Regions from separate parts of the Mus musculus genome. Here region 2 is linked to region 1. A link is a contact called in public HiChIP or PLAC-seq data. All regions are on one chromosome and are shown on one strand. The core of a region is the stretch at or near the end of the contact, and the rest is flanking DNA. Distances in the headings are between cores, read along the strand shown. Region 1 holds the start of Wdr48 (WD repeat domain 48). Region 2 overlaps Ttc21a (tetratricopeptide repeat domain 21A).

The links. HiChIP or PLAC-seq counts read pairs in DNA pulled down with a chosen protein or histone mark.
Region 2: a contact with region 1 is called in an H3K4me3 HiChIP or PLAC-seq map of the 230-238 cell line, with 11 read pairs. The contact joins the enhancer-like site here to the promoter of Wdr48 in region 1. A contact is called at or near these places in 1 of 39 promoter capture datasets (macrophages), 1 of 484 Hi-C or Micro-C datasets (regulatory T cells), 4 of 115 datasets of contacts at active chromatin or transcription factors (the 230-238 cell line, the HPC-7 cell line and embryonic stem cells) and 3 of 9 other capture datasets (adipose tissue, liver and pancreatic islet).

What each region holds. Positions count from the first base shown.
Region 1 is chr9:119,893,175-119,897,485 of GRCm38.p6, reverse strand. It overlaps Wdr48 (WD repeat domain 48), which reads right to left and starts at 2,591. Exons shown (of 19, transcript NM_026236.3): 1 at 2,529-2,591. The coding sequence starts at 2,576. Gm2449 (a long non-coding RNA gene) reads left to right here and starts at 2,574. Exons shown (of 7, transcript XR_871350.2): 1 at 2,574-2,660; 2 at 3,839-3,959; 3 at 4,300-4,311.
Region 2 is chr9:119,953,187-119,957,497 of GRCm38.p6, reverse strand. Ttc21a (tetratricopeptide repeat domain 21A) reads right to left here. Exons shown (of 29, transcript NM_028735.3): 13 at 3,185-3,342; 14 at 2,749-2,964; 15 at 426-664. Among named protein-coding and RNA genes, the nearest start is that of Ttc21a, 18 kb to the right of the region's middle. Within about 2 kb of position 2,102, at least 4 of the 459 cell types and tissues checked have an H3K27ac peak or open chromatin away from gene starts, as enhancers often do. A contact at or near this core is called in the 230-238 cell line, where this site is marked.

The DNA.
Region 1 (4,311 bases), core at 1,342-3,841:
GAAACTTCTATCTAGAGAGGTTTTGATTGTTATGGCTTGGAAGGTACTATTACATCTAGTGGGCAGAAGTCAGGGGATCCTAAACAACTTAAAACACACACGGCAGCGTCCTCACCTCCTGCAGGGAAGACCGAGTTACCCTAATGTATAAAGAGTGAGCAGGCTGAAGTGACACAGGACACTACACAGTTGCTGTTCTTGAGACATCGAAGAACAACTACAATTTATACTTTTGCACCATTTGTAAGTTCTTGCAATGTGCATGCGTGCATCCCTTCTGTGCAATAGGAGATGAAATCAGTCTCCGAGGCTTCTAGCATTGCTCTGTACCTACTGGACAAATCCTAAACCTTCTCTTAGCAGGCTAGTTTCAGATTTTGATAGGAAATAGTGTCCAATCACAATTGGTTTGCTGTTGAACAAAGTGCTAAACACCAAATTCTACCTTCATCCTCTGGCCAGCTGAGTGTGGAATCAGCTTCTCCCTAGGTCTATACGCACCAGCCGACATCTAGCCTATTTAAACACTTTTTTGGCACCTGATGTGATTTTCTTCTCTACTCTTCTCTGTTGTGTGTGTTGTTTTAAAAAATGTTTTTAAAAGATGCTAAGGACAGAGCCTTGTGAGAGGCAGGCACGTGCTCTACACTGAGGTGTATTCCCCCAGAGTCAAGGATAACTTGGAGCCAGTTTTCACTGTCCACTTTGTGGGTCCCAGGAATCAAACTCAAGTCTTCAGGCTTGGCAGCAAGCACACCTCCCCTCCAAGCCATCTTGCAAGCCCATGTCTTTTAAGTCTTTACCCCAAACTGAACGAACTGATAATCCTTACTCTATCAAGAACCACCGTCCTAGTGTGTGGAACTGGACTAAGTTACAACTTAGTTGAAATCAGTGTTTTCACCCCCTTGGCCTGGAGGCTGGGGCTACTTCAGTGCCATCAATGCCATTTGGAAGGAAAGCAGCACCTACCCAGGGAAAGCTAGGGGATTTTTACATTCTTGTCACCTCACTGATCCTGTAAAGTATTTATTACTTGTTAGTGAGCGTGTGAGTGCGTGAGCGCCTGTGTGAGTGTGGTGCACAGGGGCATAAGCACATAGGGACACATGCATGTGGAGGCTACAGGGTGACCTGGGTGCCTTCCCTCATTGCTCACTCTCCACCCTGTTTCTTTCATGGGACCTGGAGTTTATCAATCAGCAGGACTAGACAGCCATCAAGCTTCAGGGACACTCCATTTTCTGCCTCCCTAGAGCTGAGATTTCAAGTGCCAACCCACATGCCAGGCGTCTTTTCAAGTGAGGGGATAGAGATGTTTACGTGGACGCAGATATTCAGATCCTCATGTTTGTGCTACAGGCCTTCCACCAGACTGACCATCTCCCAGTCAGCCCAATTCTAACCATTAAACAACCATTAGTGAGCACACAGGGCCAACAAATGGAAGTCAGTACTATAAAGAGGACACTCATTCAGAAAATGCCACAGCTTTCCAGCCTTATGCTGGGGTTACTCACCTTTGGCCCTCCCTTCTGAACACTGAGTTCAATCCGTGGAGTGTTTACTGACTGCTAAACCCTTTTAGTCTCTTCTCCTCTGTGCGGCAAGTCTATGCACTCAGTCCACTTTAATGACTGAATGCATTTTTTTTTTTAAGGCAGTGTGTCTCGTGTAGCCCAGACTGATTGATCTCAAACTTGGTAGGTACTGGAGGATGACCTTGAATTTCCGATTCCCCTGTCGTCACCACAGAAACACACACACACAAGCAGCGCTAGAAGTACAGGCGGGTACCAAGCATGCCTGGTTTTATGTGGAGCAGGGGGTTTGAACCTTGCTCAGGACAGGAAGGGCTCTGCTAAACGAGCTTTATCCCCAGCACACAAGGCAGCAAGCAAAACTCAAACGTACACCAAACCAACGTGATTTGGGGAAACCCAAAGCACCCACGGTGCGGGTCAGCGAGCTCATCACTGGAGATTCCGACGTTAGGGAGATGAGGACTAAAAAGGAAGCCCGGAAGATGCATAGTGAGGACGGTGGAGGGCGGAGGCAAAGCCCATCGCTAAGGAAGGGACACTGTCATTTCCTCCAGCACAGCGCTCCCACGTGCGACCCGGACCCGCCACGCCCCCGCAAGGCCCCTCGCTTCCCGGCCTCACCCACCCGCGGGCGCCGCGAGGCCTCCGCCGCCGGGTCGCGGCTGTTCCGGAGGAAGGCGGCCGAGAGCAGAGGCAGGTGAGCGGGCAGCAGGCCCATGGCGCCGCCGCAGGCCCGGTGTCCCGGGACGGCGGTTCGCCGGGACGGCGGTTCCCCGCGACCGCTCGCGAGGCCCGCGCGCCCAGTCCGCCCGCCGCCACCTCAGGCCGTTGGCGCCCCGGCCCCACCCCTCGCGCCGCTGCGCCCCGCCCCGCCATCCTCCGGCTGTCGAACCCGGCCAGCCGCGGCCCGAGGCATCCGCCCGCCCGCGGGGGTACCAGAGCCGACGGCAGTGTCGCCAAGGCCGCGGAGCCGGGCCGCCATACCTGCACTTTCCTCCGCCCGGCTGTGTTCTGCCGGTGATGGGCCGCCATCTTGCATGTTGACACTCCGACGTCACTTCCGGGAGAGTTGAAGCGCCAGCGGATGTCCCGCCCTACTCTGTGGTTGGGTAGAAGGTAGGTAGGGCGTAGGCTTTCCGGGCTGGTTGCGAGGGGAGGCGCTGGCGGAGAAATAGCAGCGTGTGGGCGGGAACGCTCTTGGAACCAGGGCTTGGGGGCCCGTACTGGTCTACCTCTGTGCAGCTAAGCCCCAGGGCCGTCCCAGCGCCTGCATGCAGAGAGAAAGCGCTCAAGAGAGTCGTGCTTAAGTCGTGCCCCAGCCACTTAAGCCAGTGCTTAGCAACTGGACCACGTCTCTAACTCCATATTTATAGGTTTTAAAAATAATAATAATAAAATGTTGTTGTCATTTAGTTATTTTGAGGCATGGTCTCGCTGTGTAGTCCTGGCTGTTCTCAAACACCAGCGGAGAGGACAACTTGTGGTAGTCTTCTTCTTCCACTATGTGGGCCTTGAGATTCTAACTCAGGCTTGGCAGTAGGCACCTTTATCCAGTGATTCATCTCACCAGCCCCCTCAGGATCTTACCCAGACTCTCAGAATTACAGACGTGTGCCTGTACAGCTATAATATGGATCTTAGGATGTTAAGTGAGATAATGTTCGCATAGGCCCTGCTAACTTGACAATATATTTTAAATGATCGTTTTGGCAAAAACATGACCAAAGTACTATAACCCCTATGGAAACCCACTACCTTTATAAACTAATTAAAAAATACAAAGGGGCTGGAGAGATGGCTGAGAAGTTGAGAGCACTTGCAGAGGACCTGGGTTTGGTTCCCAGCATTCACCTGGGAGTTCATGAGCTGCAATAAACTCCAGTCCCACACGCCCCCTTTCGGACGCAGGTAGAACACTCTCCCAAAATAGAAGTAAATCTAAAATACAGAATTTCAAAGAGATACACTTGCATGGATGGAAAATGATTCCCCCCAAAAGACATGCATTATTAGATGAAAATCTCAATGCCAGGCATGGGATAGCTTTCTATGACATGGTCAGGGAAGACCCAGAAGCCCCTAAAACAATACAGGCTATAGCTGTTGCACTTGGTTGCCCACCGAAACTAAGTAGTAAGACACTATTGCTGGAGACACTGTATACTTTGGTAGCTGGACACAGAGACATCAAAGTGCACTGACCCAAAAACTTGTCAGTGATGACTCTGTGATGACTGGCTTCTCTGTGATGACTCTGTGATGACTGGCTTCTCTGTGATGACTGGCTTTCATAGGTGCTGTGAATCCTGCCAGGGAAAAAGAAGCATCCGTGATAAACCAGCCGACCACCTTGCCAGGCAAGATGTGCCCGCTGCTGTAGGGTTATGAGGGCAACCAATTACTTTTGGATTTGAGGTCTGTTCTACTGGAAGGAATTCCAGCTTGGTACTGTAACCTGGTCCTGTAAATCCCATGGCTCGGGGCATCACGGCCACAGGGAGGAACCTGTTACTGTGGTTTTGCTAAATTACATGTTATCAGACTTCTTTCTAGAAATTTATATGTATATCCACAAATCCGTACTGTCCTCAGCCACAGCCAGAGGCACTTTCTGTAGCAAGCAGCAGTTGATGCAGAGACTGAAAATGCTGAGACTAAGTGACTGTTGGGTGTCTCGGGGAACTCTGAAAAAAAAATGGCAGAAAGGATGTAAGAGCTGAGAAATGGGCAGAGCCTGTGGAATACTGTCTTTCAGATGGTACAGCCA
Region 2 (4,311 bases), core at 853-3,352, 61 kb before region 1:
TCCTGGGAGACAGAGGGTGGGGGCCACCACCTTCCGCTCCAATCTCTCCTCACCCAGCCCACACTGGCCATCTCAGAGGCCCTGCACCATAGTTCTTCAAGGAAAGGCAGAGTGAGGGGCCAGAGTGTAAATGTGTTCTCGTTACGCCTTTGGCATCCGTGCTGGGATCCAGGCTCAGACCCTTCCAACAGAATGTCAGCCATCGGGACAGAGATGTGGGGGAGGGGCTGGCAGCAGGTCCTCAGAACTCACCCACAGGCAGGGAGACCTATGAGGTGCTCATACCTTGGTCTAATGTGCTCTGGGGATACACTCTGGAGGGAGACCCAGTTGAAGGTATACAACCTGAGGAATCCCCCCCACCCCCCAGCAGCCCGGGGCTCGGGGGTGGGGTGAAGGTGCCACCTGCTGTGGATGGAGCTTACACGTAGCAGCCAATGTAGAGGCGCACGTCCTTGCGAGTGTGCAGGTAGATACTGGCCATCTTCTCCTTGGCTTCTGTGTAGCAGGGTTGCTTGGGTGTGATACCTCTTAACATGTTCAGCGCCAGGTCCACGTTGCCCTTGCTCAGAGCCAAGTCCACGTTGGCGACCGTGATGCGCATCTCCTCTGGCGTGCCGCTGAACTCATTGATGGCGTCCTGCATGATCTTGGTGGCCTCGTGCTACGACGTGTGGGACCAAACAGACCCTCTCTTTGGTGTTAACCATGACAGGTGACCCAAGGAGAGTTCTACCACCTTCCCCATGCCTGGGTTCAGCTCAGAGCCTGGAGCTCCTGGGCCATCATGGCTCTGTACCACCTGCAGAGCAGCTGTGGAGGTAAGGTTCATCAGAACCCACATGGGGACAGCTCATCTGACCCCACCCTTTCCCCAGGAGTTTAGCTGAGGGACCAGACCTGACACCAGACACCTGTAATCCTAACACTTGAGGGGCTGAGGCAGGAGGATCGTACATTTCATGCCAATCTGGACTACACAGAGAGTTAAAAACAAACAAACAAACAAAAGACTGGGGGGGGGGGGCGATGAAATGGCTCAGCAGGCTAAGGCGTCCGTTGCTAAAGCTGTCGATGTGAATCCAATCCCCAGGACCAACATGATGGAAGGAGGGAGCCAACTCCCAATTTGTCTTCGGATGTCCACTCATGCATGATGTGACGCGCGTATAACAACATGTGCACGTGTTTACACACACAATAATAAACGAATGGTAAATCTTCAAAGTTAAAAAAACAAACAAAAAAACCAAACTGAACAATCAAACACTGCTCAGCTTTTTTTTTTTTTTTTTTTAAAGAAATGTTTATCTTTGCTGGGTGTTGGTGGCACATACCCTTAATCCCAGCACTCAGGGGACAGAGGCAAGCAGGTTTCTGTGAGTTCAAAGCTAGAAGCCTTCTCTATAGAATGAGTTCCAGGACACAGAGAAATCTTGTCTCAAAAAAACCCAGAAACAGAAAAAAAAGTATCTATTTTTATTCCATGTGTATGAGTCTCTTTCTCTCTTTCTCTTTCTCTCTCTCTCTCTCTGTGTGTATGTACACATCCCTTGTGCCTTTAGAGGCCAGAAGGAATTAGACCTTCTGGAACTGGAATTACAGATGGTTGTGAGCCACCATGATGGTGCTGAGAACTGAGCCCAGATCCTTGGCAAGAGCAGCCAATGCTCTAACCACCGAGTCATCTCTCTAGCATATGTGTGTGTGTATACACAGATATATACATGTTTTATTGTGTATATATATTGTATGTATGTGCATATATATGTGTATGTATGTGTATATATTATTTATATTTTTCATTTATTTATATAATTATGTTATTTTAGCACATATATATAAATACACACACACACACACACAGATATAAACAGTGTCTAATGTCTAAACTATGTAGCCCTGGTTGGCTTGACACTATGTAGACCAAGCTAACCTCCATGCTGGCCCCACCCCTTTTCTCAAGGCTCAAACCCATGACCTCAAGCTTGCATGGGAGGCACTCTGCCAGCTGAGCCACCTTCACAGTCCCTGTGTCTTGAAGGAGTGAGCAGTTGTTTTCTTCAGGCTAGTTTCCTGTCTTCATCAGGCTCATCACAGGGGAAGGTTACGGGCCCTGGTCATAGAGATGGCCCAGGACAGACCACATCCTGTGAGTTGGCAAGGCTACTAAGGCCAGGGCATCGTACAGACTCCAGCCTCGAGGAGTCTTGCTCTTGCCTCTTGCCAAGGCTGGGAGAGCTCTGTGAGTTTGAGGCCAGCTTGGTCTACACGGTGAGCTCCAGGCCAGCCAATCATACATAGTGAGACACTGTCTCAACCAAACCAAACCAACAGAAAGGGTTGGAATCATAGCCCAAGTTAACATCAGGCACAGTAGGAGCTTGGCCCCCAGGCTGATCTCCTGGGGCCTCTAATGTGCTCCAGGGAAGGGGAGCAAACACATCTTTCTCTCTTCCTCTTGCCTTCTTTTCTTTGTTGTGTGTCTCTGTGTGGGGTGCGCATGCACGTTCCCACTGAGGGGTGGAGGCGTGAGTGTGCTCTCCCTGCTCATTCATGTCTGCGTGAGAGCCTGACAGAAATGTTCCTTCGCTTGTTCTCCACTCTGTTTACTGAGGCAGGTCTCTCACTCTGAGGCTAAAACTCTCAGATGAATTGTGGGTTCTGAGGATTTGAACTCTGGCCCTCAGGCCTTCACAGCAAGCTCTTTATCCACTGAGCCCAATCCCCAGCCCTGGCATTTCTTACCAGTTCCCCATTCAGTCGGAGAGCCTCTACTAGCTCTAGCAGGATGGATGCCCGCTCGCTGGGCCGAACGGAGGGGCTTTGGGACTTCCTGCCCTCTTCTGCCTTCGAGGTGGGAACCTTTATGATCATTTTTAAGGTCTTTATGGCCTCGGCATAGTCGCCCGTCTTATTGAGGGCCCTGGCTTTGATGAAGTGGTAGAGGGGATGGTCTCGGACCTAGGAGAGGCAGGGCAGAGTGGGGTCTAGCTTACACCCCTGCTGTCATACAGCAGCCCCAGGAACTTCTCCAGGGGAGCTGGGGAGCCAGCCCTGCCTGCCGGTTAGCAGAGGGTCTGGGGGGAACGCGTATGCCTTTATGTGGCTTCCCCCCTCCCAGGCAACTGTCCGGAAAAGGGTGCAACAGTTGGGTGGGCCACACAGTGTGGCGCGCTCCCACCTGGAAGTTGTGGCTGACACCCAGCTCTAGGCAATGGGAGCACATGGCGAAGTTGCCCTGGGCCAGGTAGATCTGGGACATGAGGAGGTGAGCATCCACAAATGTGGGGTCCAGCTCCAGGCAGCGCTGCAGGGTGCTCTGCGCATTTTCCAGCTCTCCTAGGAACAGGAAACACAAAGTCTGTGTCCAGGGATCTTCAGGAGCCACCCCAAGGACCCGCCCAACAAGTAGAGGGAGGGAGACTGGATTGCACAGGTGCAGCCTTTCGGAAGTCTCAACATTGGTGTCTCACCCAGCTTTAAAATTTTGAGTGTGTGTGTGTGTGTGTGTGTGTGTGTGTGTGTGTGTGTGAGTGAGACTCCTCAGGAGACATTCACCTTGTGTTGAGACAGGGTCTTTCTCTGACCTGGAGCTCACCGAGTAGGCTAGGCTAGGCAACCAGCAAGCCCTTGGATCCCACTGTATCTCTACCTCTCCTGCACTAGTTCTACAAGTATGGGGTCGGACTCAGGTCCTCTGCTTGCAAGGAAAGCACCCGATGACCGAGCTCTTTCCTCTGCCCTGCAAGGCCTGTTGGAAAGTCTAACTTAGCCGGGGGCGTGGTGACGCACGCGTTTACGTGGGTGACACATCCCAGCATCCTGAGTTCCAGGACAGCCAGGGCTGCACAGAGAAACCCTGTCTTGAAAAAACAAAAACCAAAAAAACCAAAAAAACCAAAAAAAGAAAAGAAAAGAAAACAACAACAAAAATGAAAAAAAGAAAAGAGGAGAGAAAGTCTGACTTGACTTAGTATCCACATGACCCTGTAAGGCTGGTATCCTGATCCTTGCTAGTTTATCTTTCTTTCTGGTGGTGCTGGGAATCGAACCCAGGATCTCAAGCATGCTAAGCAGGCACTGTATCTGCCTAGGCCTTGACATACTATCTTTTGGATGTGGGATTTGGGATGTGGTCATGCAGGTCATTTAGCTGGAGGGACAAAGTCTTCATTTAAAAAGAAGACTTCTCTTGCCGGGCAGTGGTGGCGCACGCCTTTAATCTCAACACTTGGTAAGCAGGGGCAGGCAGATTTCCGAGTTGGAGGCCAGCCTGGTCTATAGAGTGAGTTCCAGGGCTACACATGG